Linked DNA regions of Mus musculus: all the other regions are linked to region 3. Evidence: chromatin contacts called from public HiChIP or PLAC-seq data. All regions are on one chromosome and are shown on one strand. The core of a region is the stretch at or near the end of the contact, and the rest is flanking DNA. Distances in the headings are between cores, read along the strand shown.

Region 1 (3,754 bases), core at 1,227-3,726, 660 kb before region 3:
CACAGTCCTCCTCCCTCAGCCTCCCGAGTAACTGGGATTGTATGCCTTCATCGCTAGACCTCGCTACCAAATGCTTTTACTAACCCAGTTAACAGTAGTGGTAATGGACAATTTTGGAGTTTCAGCTTCTTTTTAAAAAAAAAAATCAGAAATATTATGGGAATATGTTTTCATTTTAGTCCCAGGGGTGGGAAATGGGGCTGCTTCGGATTGTCCACCCCATGACGATGATTTGCCTCGTGCTCTATCGGAGGTGTGATTTTTGACAGCTGCAGATAGTTTCTGCGACTGGGTGACATTTGGACTTCCGGGAACTTTTCAGAGAGTATAAACATGCTAGGGCCCCCAAACTGGTGGTGGATTGTTTTGTGTGTCGGTTGGTTGCTGTAGGTCATGGTTAAGTAGTCATGTGCAAAGGAGAAAAAATAAATAAATCAGATATCTTGACTTCCAAGATAAAACTTGTCCCAAGGATCTTGAATGCTCTAATTAGCAGGAAGTAGTCTGAAGATAGCATCTATCACTTCCCCCTCGATCCTTTTTCCTCTGCTACCTAGAGTTAGGGGGTTGAAAGGGTAGAAGTAAGAAGAACCCACAAAGTAACCAAAGGTAGCTACAAGTGCCCACTATCACTCTTGAAAATGTGTTACTTCACTCTGTAACCAACTCTGTACTCTGTGCCAAATGAAGTAAAAAAGATAAACCAATCAACAGAACTGTCTGGTCCCAGCTGCCCTTATTATTCTCTTTAATGTTTGGGCAAAATGGAAGTTCCACCAAAGCAGGGAATTATAGCCATTGCCTCCCTTCCCTGTGGCGCTTCCTCCCAAGGGTCCAGTGGAATGCCTGCTATTTAACAGACACTAAGTGTAGCAGTGAGTCCCCCTCCCCCCCCTTGCCCTCATCCCCCCCCTTCCCCCTCCCCACCCACTCCCCAGCTACAAGGCTTTGTGCTCCAGGCCTGTGGAGCTTCCACCTGCCCAGGGAATCTTTGGATCTGCTAATGAAAGACACACACACACACACACACACACACACACACAAACACACACACACACACACACACACATTAGCTTACTGTTGAAATGCCTTGGTTACCTCAAAGGCTTGGCACTCCTACACCTTCCCCTGCTACCCCAGGCCCAATCAGGGAAGTGGCCACCAGTCACCCACCTGAATTCTCACGTGGCTGGTTGGCTTCCTCACCTGCAGCCCCTGGGCCCCATCATTCTTCTCCAGTCGGGGAAATCCTCCTTTCTCCCCTCTGCGTCCACGCCCTCCAAACAAGGACCTTTAGCTTTTGGAAACAGAGATTCCTGGTTGAATCAGAGCATTAGAACCAATCTCCAACAACCAAGCAAGCATCTGGGGACAAACCTAACTTGGTAAAAGAACCTTGGCGGTCACACAGAACAAGCAACCTGTTTTCCACCTGAGGAAAGTGGGTGAATAGAAAGTCTATGCCACCACACTGTGGAGGTACATGCTTGTAATCCCAAGATTCGAAAGTCAGAGGCAGGTAGATATCTGTGAATCTGAGGCCAGCCTGGTCCACACAGCTCCAGGACAGCCAGGGTTACATAGTGAGACATTGCTTTTTTTGTTTTATGATTTTTTTAAAAATTGAGTGTAGTGGCACACAACTTCAATCTAAGCACTTGGCAGGTAGATCTCATTAGTTCAAGGCCAGCCTAGTCTACAGAGCAAGTTCCAGGATGGTCAAGGCTAGAGAAAACCTAGTCTTGAAAAGAAAAGAATTTTTTTTAATTTAAATTTAAAAAGGGAACAAAATCCGAAAAACTTCTCATAAGAAGCCAATGGGTAGTTGGGTGTTGCTGGTCTGAACTGGAGACCTGGAGAGGGGTCTCCAGGAAGTTAATGACTAGGAAGGAACTAGGTGCCATCCATTCTTGGTAGTTGGTTCACATTGCTTTGCTGGGATGTGGGTGGAAGGTGGGGAGGTCATGTTTTCCCCTCCTGAAACCCATCGCCTCCTCTCAGCTCTCTGAGAATAGAATTTGATTCTCTTGGAGAAAAAGTAATCCACTATGTCTGAGATTTGTGTACTTGGACCAATGTTCCAAGAAGCGACACACTGGAGCTGGAGAGACACCTTATTTGGCAAGCATGAAGACCTTAGTTCGGAGATCCGAACTAAGCACTGACAAGAAAGTTGAGCCCAGTGGTTTGTGCACCTGCAATCCCCCAGCGCAGGGGAGGTAGAAGCAAGAGGACCCCCTGGTGCTTACTTGTGAGCTCCGGGTTCGGTGTGAGATACCATCGGAAAATTAAGGTAGGGATCAATCGAGGAAGATACCTGATGTTAACGTCTGGCTTCTGTACACATACCTATGTATGTGCACGTGCACTAGAACCCGTGCGCGCACACACACACTCAGAAATAAGTCAACTCACGCGCAAAGTGGAGACATGACCCATCTGTGGCCAATCAGCATCCTAGTCTCTTGGTCACAGTCATTGGCTTAAAGAGGAAGGACCTAACTAGTGTCAAACCGATGAAAGCGATTTTGAGATCGTGTAGAGAGTTAAGAAGAGTCAATGCCCAACCAGCGCCCTAGAGCAGGTGGGATGCAGGCTTGGGTCTCCGAGGGCTGCCATCTTGGCTACTTGATTAGAACCAACTGTGACATTCATTGAAGCCCCTTCTAAAATCCTGCGGGCCTCAAGAGAGGATCAATCACATTTTGCTGAGTTCCCCCTTGGACTTAAGCCTCAGGCTTTGACTTGCAAAACAAAGCGGCCCGACAGACACAACACGTGACCAGCTTCCATGGCTACCCTAACAGTGTCAAGAACAAAGTTCCTACCACAAAGGCGGCTGTGTGGGAGGAGCTTCTCTGCTCATTTGCATAGAGAAGTGGGAACAGGTGCCTCTCAGGGCCCCACTGAAGGAAATTTCTGACTTCCTGCTTCAGTCTCTGCTCCAGATACAGCAAGCTCCTGATTGGAGGGCTTGGAAAAGATGCTGGGTGTGTAGCCTGTCTCTTCCACCTTTTTGACCTCGATCTGTCCTGACCTTCAGACACGTGCGTTACGTGGACACCTGTGGATTCCTGGTCCCTGTAGTAACCCAGCCCAGGTCTGGCAAAATCAGTTTGATCCCGAGAGGTTGTTTCTGACCAAGCTGGGTCTCCTTTGAAATTTGAACATCAATGTTAGTGCTTAGATTTCTAGTGTCCTGATTTGGACGTCAATGTTAGCAGTACTGCCACTCCACAAAACCCCTCGTGTTCACTGATGTTTCTCTTTTTGGAGAGCTTCCAGAGGCCGACTTTGGGAGCCTAAAATAACACGTAAAGGTCAGTTGTTGTTTTTTTGTTTTTTTAAAAATACAATCCAGGGGGGTTGGTGGGATGGCTCAGTGGGTAAGAGCGCCCGACTGCTCTTCCGAAGGTCCAGAGTTCAAATCCCAGCAACCACATGGTGGCTCACAACCATCCACAACAAGATCTGACTCCCTCTTCTGGAGTGTCTGAAGACAGCTACAGTGTACTTACATATATTAATAAAATAAATCTTTAAAAAAAAATACAATCCAGGTCTGGGGTTTAAAGGTAATTTAACTGTGAGTTAGGATTCTGGGACTGGGTGGTTTGAGATAGCTAAAATTGTTCTGCTAGGTTTTAACTGGTAACTACCTAAGGACCTAAATTTTTGGATTGAAGAAACCATTCATTCCCACCTCCTCTTCCTACTCTAAACTATGAAAACTGTCCTCAGGTTGTACAGTGGG
Region 2 (4,025 bases), core at 1,029-3,528, 540 kb before region 3:
CACGCCTTTAATCCCACACTCGGAAGGCGGATTTCTGAGTTCGAGACCAGCCTGGTCTACAAAGTGAGTTCCAGAGAAACTCTGTATACAGAGTATACAGAGAAACCCTGTCTCGAAAAACAAAGACAAAAAAAAAAAAAAAAAAACCAACAAGAAAAGGGGGTGCTGGGGGAGTGAAGTGATGGTTCAGCCGCTAAGAGTGCTTGATGTTCTTGGAGATAAACTGGGCTCCATTTCCAGCACCCATATGTGACAGCTAACAACTATCTGCAACTCCAATACCCAAGGACCCAATGCCCTTTTCAGACATTCATAAGGGTAAGACATGCGTACGGTGCATGCATGTGCGCGCACATGCACACAAACAAAATACATACAGAAAATTTAAAAAAATAATTAAAAGAGGGAGAAAGGGAAGCTGGTGAGATGATTTAGTCAGTAGAAAATCTGCTTTGCAAGCCTGACCTGAGATTGATCCCCAGAATCCACACAAAGACGCCCAACTACCCTCTAACCTCCTCACGTGTGCTTTGGTCTGTATGTATGCACACACTGCATAGGAAAAAAATAAGTCAGGCTGAGTGGCCTATAAAATCTAGTATGTGAGACGAAGCAGAAGGATCAGAAGGTTAACTCAGCTCTGGCCCCTGAGAGAGACCCTGTAATAAAAGGAGGCATGGTAATAAAAATGCCTTTAATTGGGGAGGGAGAGGAAGAAGGATCTGTGAGTTTGAGGCTAGCCTGGTCTACACAAAGAGTGCCAGGATAACCACGACTGGAGAGACCATGTTTTAATGAAACCAAAGCCAAGAAACCCTATGTAAACAAAACATTAAAGAGGAGGCAATGCTCTGGGCAGTGGTGGCCCAAGCCTTTAATCCGTGCCCTAGGGAGGCAGAGGCAGGCGGATTTCTGAGTTTGAGGCCAGCCTGCTCTACAGAGTGAGTTCCAGGACAGCCCCAGGACCATACTGAGAAACCCTGTCTTGAAAAACACCCCCCCGCCCCCCGGGGAAATGCCCAGATTTTAAAAAGACACCTTTTCCCTTTTCTGTCAGTGATTTACTTGAAGACATCTACCACCAGAATTGCGCAGCTGTCCACCACTCCAAAAGTATTTTGGGCCAAAGCAAGCTAGTGTCAAGAGCCCAAATCAAGGTTACTGGATCTTCTCCTCTTTAGCTTCAGCGGATGTTGTGGGATCTGTGATTAGCAGGATCCAGACCTATGTCAAATTTGAAATCTCCAAAGTAGGAAACCACACGGCAGAAACCCCCAAGTCGGACAAAAGGAAAGCTGGGTTTTTGTTTTTGAACCTCTCCTCAACCACTGGACATCCTGGGTTCCCACGGGGTGAACAGTTGGAAGGCGGCAGGTTCTCTCTAGGTTCCTAGCTACCCCGGGGTTTGAAACCTGACTTTTAACTGTTAATTCTTGGTCCAGCGAGGTCTTGGGAGTTTCTCTTGCGAAACCCACTTCCAGGATAATAACAACACAGCACCTACCTGGCGGGTGCTCGCTGAACGCGGCAGCGTCCCCCTGTCCTCAGGGACACAACAATCTGATGATCAGAGAGAGCCACACTGTCACCCGGACTGGGTCCGTGTGCGGATGCACGTTCAAGGGGGAAAGAACGCTGGAGGATGGATGGCTTTGAGGGGAGGGTGGAGGGGGTAGGAAAATGCAGGAGACGGACTCTCATCGCACTGGGACGTCGTCCTGCCAAGCCAAGTCCCTCTGATGAGTCCTTGGACTCCAGATGATAAATGTGAAAGCAAGGACAGGGGAGTGATAAAAAATAATGGGGTCCCCAAACCCGGAGGCGCTTGTATGCGCGCCCCAGATCCAAAGCGGCTTCCGAGAAAAGACCGGCCCCTCCACTGGGCCTGATCCCCCACCGGCCGGGCCTGCCCCGCCACCCACCCGCGCGCCGCTCACCTTCCAGCAGCCGTTGGATGATGCTGTCGATGTTGAGTTTGTCGATATCCGCCATCGCCGTCCCGCCGCCGACCCTCCCGCAGCAGCAGCAGCAGCAGCGGCGCCGCCGCCCGCTCGCCCCGGGGTCTCACTCGTCCTCCTTCCTCACGCCACGAGCCCCACGAGCGGTGGTGGCGGCGGCGGCGGTGGCAGCAGCAGCCGCGGCGGGTCCACCCCCCCCAGCCGCCCCGCTCCGCTCCGGGCTTCCTCCTCCTCTCGCCACTGGGAACCACGAGAAGAACAAGATGGCCGCCGACTCCTCAGGCCAGCCTCGGGCGGCGCACGGATGCGCGCGCGGGAGTGCAGCGGCCCGGCCGGGACTTCTTTACGGGCCCATAGAGCGCGCGGGAAGGGGGCGGGGCCGGCGCCGGGAAGGGGCGGGGTTTGAGCGCGTAGGGCGGGGGTGGGGCGGAGCCCGGGCGGAGACGGTTGAGCGCGACTCCGCCACCGCGCGCGGGATCCTTCCGCCAAACGGGCGGGGGAAATAGACCCCCTGTGGCGGGAGAGGGAAGTTGTGAAGTTGGCGCGCGCAAGTTGAAGGTGGACTTTGTCAGTCTGCTGCGCGCTGCGAGGCTCACCAGCTCCTTCCGGCTCTGCTGCTTGGGGACAGAAGTCTGACCGACATGGCGGGGTGGGAGTTCAACACTGAATCACCCCTCGGAGCCAATCTGGGGTGGGGTTGCTTGCCTGTGGAGAATCATAAAGAGGAGGAGGTTGGAACGTTGGGGATTCAAATACTCTGGCACATTGGTGAACAAGAAGAGCTAGATATACGGCTCCGTGGTGAGAATGCTTGTCGAGTATGTGTGAGACCTTGGGTTCAATTCCCAGCACTGGCAAAATTTCATAATACTGCAATAAAGCATCTACGATACAATATTTGGAAAAAAGAAGCCCCCAAGATAAGCCAAAAAAATGTTAATCCACTGTGAGTGGCACATTAAGTAATTTGTGTGAGCTTCTTGTGTGCGCTAATGCTCTTTTACATTTTAGAGAGAGGTTGGGAGAATTCTGTAAGGGTTGCTACTACCTATCTTTTGAATTATCTTTCTTGAACTCAGAAAGTTATATAATAATTTAAGAGATTTCCCCTGTATTTAGCCGGAGCTGGGTTGAATGAGCGTGCCGGAGCAGATAAAATGGGAATTTGCACATTTCCTGGGAGGTTGCTGTGCGTGCGCTCTGGGCCTCAGCGCATTCATCTGCTGCTTGCCTCTAGCTTCCTTGACTCCCCAGGGGCACCCCTTCACCTGAGGGGTCCCCAACTCTGCTGCCTCGCAGGCTAGCTGCCTATGGAAGAAAAATGCACACCCATCTGACCCATTTATCTCTTCCCAGTAGCACGCCAGAAAATTTACAAAATGTTCTCCCCCAGCCCCACCTCCAGTTCATGTTTCTCAAAGCAAGAGGGATGGATCTGAGGATTCCTTTCCATGAATGCCTTGCAAGGTTGTCTCCCCATAGAGAGACTCATTTTCTACAAGCTCTGTCTTCCCGTGGCCCCGCAGCATGGTGTGTGATGCACCCATCTAGATCTGAGCCCTTTTCCTGATGCTAGCCCCCGACAGTGGGGTTTCAGGATTCTCCCCAGCTCTCCTCAGCCCTCTGCTCCACTTTGCCCACTCACCAACTCATTGTCCCAAGCTATGGTTTTGCACACCATTACACAAATGGTCATTCATCACCCCAAGGCAGCTGGTGCACCAGGCTTCTTGACATCCTGGGGTCGATGCTAAGCCCTGCTGTGAATCTGTGGAGGTCAATGTGGTCTTCACTGAGTTTTTGGAATCTTGGACTCCCTCCAGGGCAGGGTAGCTTCCCAGGGACACCATAGGGCCAGGGATATGTAAGACTGATTCACAAGGAGTGTCTATTCTGGGTGGAGCAGGTTGAGCAAGACAGAGAAAGCCTTTCTCTCCCCCGGGAGACTCATTTTGTGGGATGGAGAGACAAACACACACCACTCTTACTAGTATGAGCCAAAATCTGTCTCTTTGTGGGAGGCTATCTAAACAGCTCTGCAGACAAGAGATTCCCTCCATGCCTGCC
Region 3 (3,824 bases), core at 129-2,628:
GTAGGCAGAGGCAAGAAGGAAGCACCAGTCTACCTGCCTCTCCTTAGTCCTGAAGAAGCTGGCAGGTGCAGAGGGGCATGTGTGTAGGGGGCACTCAGGGGAGACGTGAAGGACGCCAGAAGCTCAAGGCTAGCTTTGCTTGCATGAGTGCCAGATCAGCTGGATTTATGTGGTGAGGGCTTGCTTTCCATCTTAGAGTCGTGATTTATAGTATCTGTCCACATGTGTGTGCTTGAGTATATTCTATACAACATGTGAAACAATACTTGTAGAAGCCAGAAGAGACCTTCAGATTCCTGGTTGTGAAGTAACACCCAGCTGTTCAGCCTGGGTGCTGGGAACCAAACCAGTGACTGCAAGTGCAGGAAATGCTCTACCTGCTGAGCACCTCCCTGGTCCCCTAGTTTGCTTTAGAAACGGGTCTCATGTAGACTAGGCTAGCCTCAAGCTTTCTATATAGTCAAGGATGACCTTGAATTTCGGGTCCTCAAGCCTCCAACTCCCTAAAACTAGGATGCACCATGTCTGGTTCAGGCAGTGCTAGGAATTCCACCCAGGGTATCCTTTTTGGGGCTAGCCTCGCTTCTATGCTAGGCAAGAATTCACCAACAGAACTACATCTCTGACCTGAGACCTTGCTTCCATTAAAACAACAGACAGACAGGGACTGAGAGTTTAGGGGTAGAACTGTACTTAGCAAGGAGAGAGGGAGAAAGAGACAGAAGAAAGGAGAGGAAAGGGAAGAGGACAGGAGGAGACAGAAAGAAACTAAAAGTAGAGCTAGAAATGGCTGCTGTCGTAGGCAGAGCAGCTGCCCAGGTGGACAGCGGCTTCCCGGCACCGATGCCTGTGCAGTAGCTGTGGCAGACACTGGACATGTACCTGAGTCTAGAAGAAATAAGTAAAACCACACTCTTGTGGCACACAGTGAGGACATGCTGACACTGCAAACCATCCAAGAAGACATCAAGTGTTCAGAGTGACTGAAGCTCCATCCAAAATCCAGTTGGGATAAAGGCTTGGACGACCGCCACACTTGGACGTGACCTCCTGTCTTTTCTGGCGTGAGATCAAGCTGTACCCCTGGCTGCCTTTAAACTCCCAATCTTCCGATCTTTAGCTCAAAGTACAGAATGATCGGTGTGGCCAGTCACCTGCTCGGAGTGGGCCCCGGTGGCCGGACGAGCCCACCGGTGGCAGCGCCGCCACCGCCTCAGCAGCGGCAGCCCCAAGTGGCCGAGTCACAACCTCCGCTTCCGTCTGTCGGCCGCCGTCTCTGACCCGCGGGGTCGCGCACGCGCACCCGCCGGCGGGAAGAGGCGTGGCCCAAGTCGCGCATGCGCTTTCGTCAGTCGCTTCTGCCCCCCCCCCCCCCCCTTGGCTGACCGTCTGGACAGTGTCCGAGGAGCGTGCGCAGTGCGCGCTGAGTCTTCTGGTTTGTTTTGCATCTGACTCCTCCATTTGTCCTCCCTAGTTTTCCCGCAGGGTTCACCGTGAATCAGAGGGTTCCTGGGTCTTCGACCTCAGGGTTGTAACTTTCTGCAGGTATGACGATGGGCTGGCTAGGAGCGCAGTGGCTTCACAGATAATCCACTGAGAGCCGAGCACTGCGGGGCTGCGTGGGATGATGATTTTGCGGACACAGAAAACAGCCCCAGAGCCGGGTGTGGTGGCGCACGCCTTTAATCCCAGCACTTGGGAGGCAGAGGCAGAGGCAGGCGAATTTCTGAGTTCGAGGCCAGCTGGTCTACAGAGTGAGTTCCAGGACAGCCAGGGCTATACAGAGAAACCCTGTCTCGAAAAAACTTAAAAAAAAAAAAAAAAAGAACAAGAAAAAAGAAAAGAAAACAGCCCCAGACAGGACAAGCTTTGGCACTCGTGCGATCCTGAGCTCTTAATGCATAACTGCACGGTTGAGAAATGAAACGATGTATAGAGACAGGGATACACTGGAAAGCCTAGAGGTCATGGTTAAAATTGGTTTTGTTGTTGATTCTGTTTGGTTTTATTTTGTTTGTTTTTATTGGTTTCTTCTCCCAGTCAGAGTTTCTCCAAGTACGCCTAACTGTCCTGGAACTCACTCTGTAGACCAGGCTGTCCTCGAACTCATAGATCTGCCTGCCTCTGCTTCCGGAGTTCTATACAGTCCTGCCCCACCACCTTCTGGCCATTGTTTAATTGTTTTGAGACAACGTCTGGTATAGCCCAAGATACTGAGAACCCTATATATTGGAGAAAAAATAAGCTGTGTTCTCTATGTATTGGAATCGGATGTCCTTGAACTTCTGACCCTCCTGCCTTTTCCACCTCGCCAGTGCCAGGGTTACAGACTTCTGCTGAAGGCTTTGTGCTTCACAAGATAGCAGGATAGAACTAACTCAAGATTGTCCTCTGTGCAGGTGCTATAGTGAGCACACACACTGAGGAATGCACTTCAGTGGTAGAATGCTTGGGTTATAGCTCTGAGTTCAGTGTCTAGTATAAACACACAAACACACATGACATAATCGACATAATGTCCAGTACACACACACACACACACGAGAGAGAGAGAGAGAGAGAGAGAGAGAGAGAGAGAAAGAAAGAGAGAGAGAAAAGCCAGGTAAGATTAGTGCGTATTTGGAGAAAAAAACATGACACGACAGGGCAGATAATATTGTGTACATGCTATAATGTAAGAGGTCCAGGAGAGGCCATGTATACAAATTGTACCTTTAACAGGAACATACAATATATAGAGGTGTTCACACTATTTCCTATGTAATATGTCTCATACCCTTTTAATGCTAGGGTTTCCCAACTTCTGTTCACATTTCACGTCCTGATACCACTTCTGGGTGCGTGTATGTGTGCCCATGAACCATAGACCACAGTAGTACTCTCAACTCATGATGACCACCAAAAAATTTGCATGGATCTAGCCAAATCACACCTCCCTCATGGAGAATAATGGGAATATATGAAAATGCACCATGCATCCACAGAGTGTAGATCATCTGACTGTGTCAGACACTAGTTTATGGTGCTGAGGTTGACCTAGAGTCTCCAACATGCTAAGCACAAGCCATTCTGCTGAGGCACACCCCCAAGTCAAGTGTTAGATAACCCTAAGTAGTGTGACACACACTAACTTGATAGCTCTACATTCTGTATCTTAGGCAATGGTAACCTGCCCCCACCTTTGCAATAGGTACTGTAATTGTCCCCGTTTTACAGAGGAAGAAGCTGAGGCTCAGAGAGGCTAACATATCTAGGACCTCACTGTCAGTGGATAGCAGAATCAGATTTGGAAACCAGTCAAACACAAGATCCCTTATGTCTTTACAACACCATGTCTGTAATATAAAACTATACACCATGTGGTCATTTATGAAATATGATCGAGGCAGGAAGCCTACATTAGTCTAACCTCATTCTGATTGACAAGGAGAAAACAAAGATGCTCTGTGGTATAGAAGATGCCAGTCCCAGGAAACTAGCATTGCTAACCAGAAGTGGACAAGGAGTCATCCTGGATCACAGCCACTCAAACATGTCCCTAGCTCTTCCCTCCCTGCACCCTCTCTCCCTTTCCTTGCTGGCTAGCCTGGGCTAGCTTGGACATTCAAGGCTGCCCTGCTTCTGCCTCTGCCTCTGCCTCTCATGTGCTAGGGATACAGCCATGCATCCTCAGGACTCCATGCTATTTTCTGATCTATCCAGTTTCTCATCCTTCAGGTCATTTAGCCTGAGGTGCTGTTCTGACTCTAGCACCGAGCCCCAAGAGATGGCTGTCTAAAAGACAACACAATCCTTGTCTTGTGGGGCTTACCATAGAAGCAGTT

What was found. HiChIP or PLAC-seq counts read pairs in DNA pulled down with a chosen protein or histone mark.
Region 1: an H3K4me3 HiChIP or PLAC-seq map of bone marrow-derived macrophages shows a contact between it and region 3, with 5 times the contacts expected there. The contact joins the promoter of 1700112N08Rik here to the promoter of Acad12 in region 3. A contact is called at or near these places in 2 of 115 datasets of contacts at active chromatin or transcription factors (bone marrow-derived macrophages and pancreatic cancer cells).
Region 2: an H3K27ac HiChIP or PLAC-seq map of extraembryonic endoderm stem cells shows a contact between it and region 3, with 4 times the contacts expected there. The contact joins the promoter of Ppp1cc here to the promoter of Acad12 in region 3. A contact is called at or near these places in 2 of 39 promoter capture datasets (the HPC-7 cell line and embryonic stem cells) and 2 of 115 datasets of contacts at active chromatin or transcription factors (extraembryonic endoderm stem cells and pancreatic cancer cells).

What each region holds. Positions count from the first base shown.
Region 1 is chr5:122,274,045-122,277,798 of GRCm38.p6, reverse strand. It overlaps 1700112N08Rik (a long non-coding RNA gene), which reads right to left and starts at 2,476. Exons shown (of 4, transcript XR_878753.1): 1 at 2,250-2,476; 2 at 1,174-1,297.
Region 2 is chr5:122,156,528-122,160,552 of GRCm38.p6, reverse strand. It overlaps Ppp1cc (protein phosphatase 1 catalytic subunit gamma), which reads right to left and starts at 2,278. Exons shown (of 7, transcript NM_013636.4): 1 at 1,938-2,278. The coding sequence starts at 1,992.
Region 3 is chr5:121,616,492-121,620,315 of GRCm38.p6, reverse strand. Acad12 (acyl-Coenzyme A dehydrogenase family, member 12) reads left to right here and starts at 1,378. Exons shown (of 11, transcript NM_178799.3): 1 at 1,378-1,545.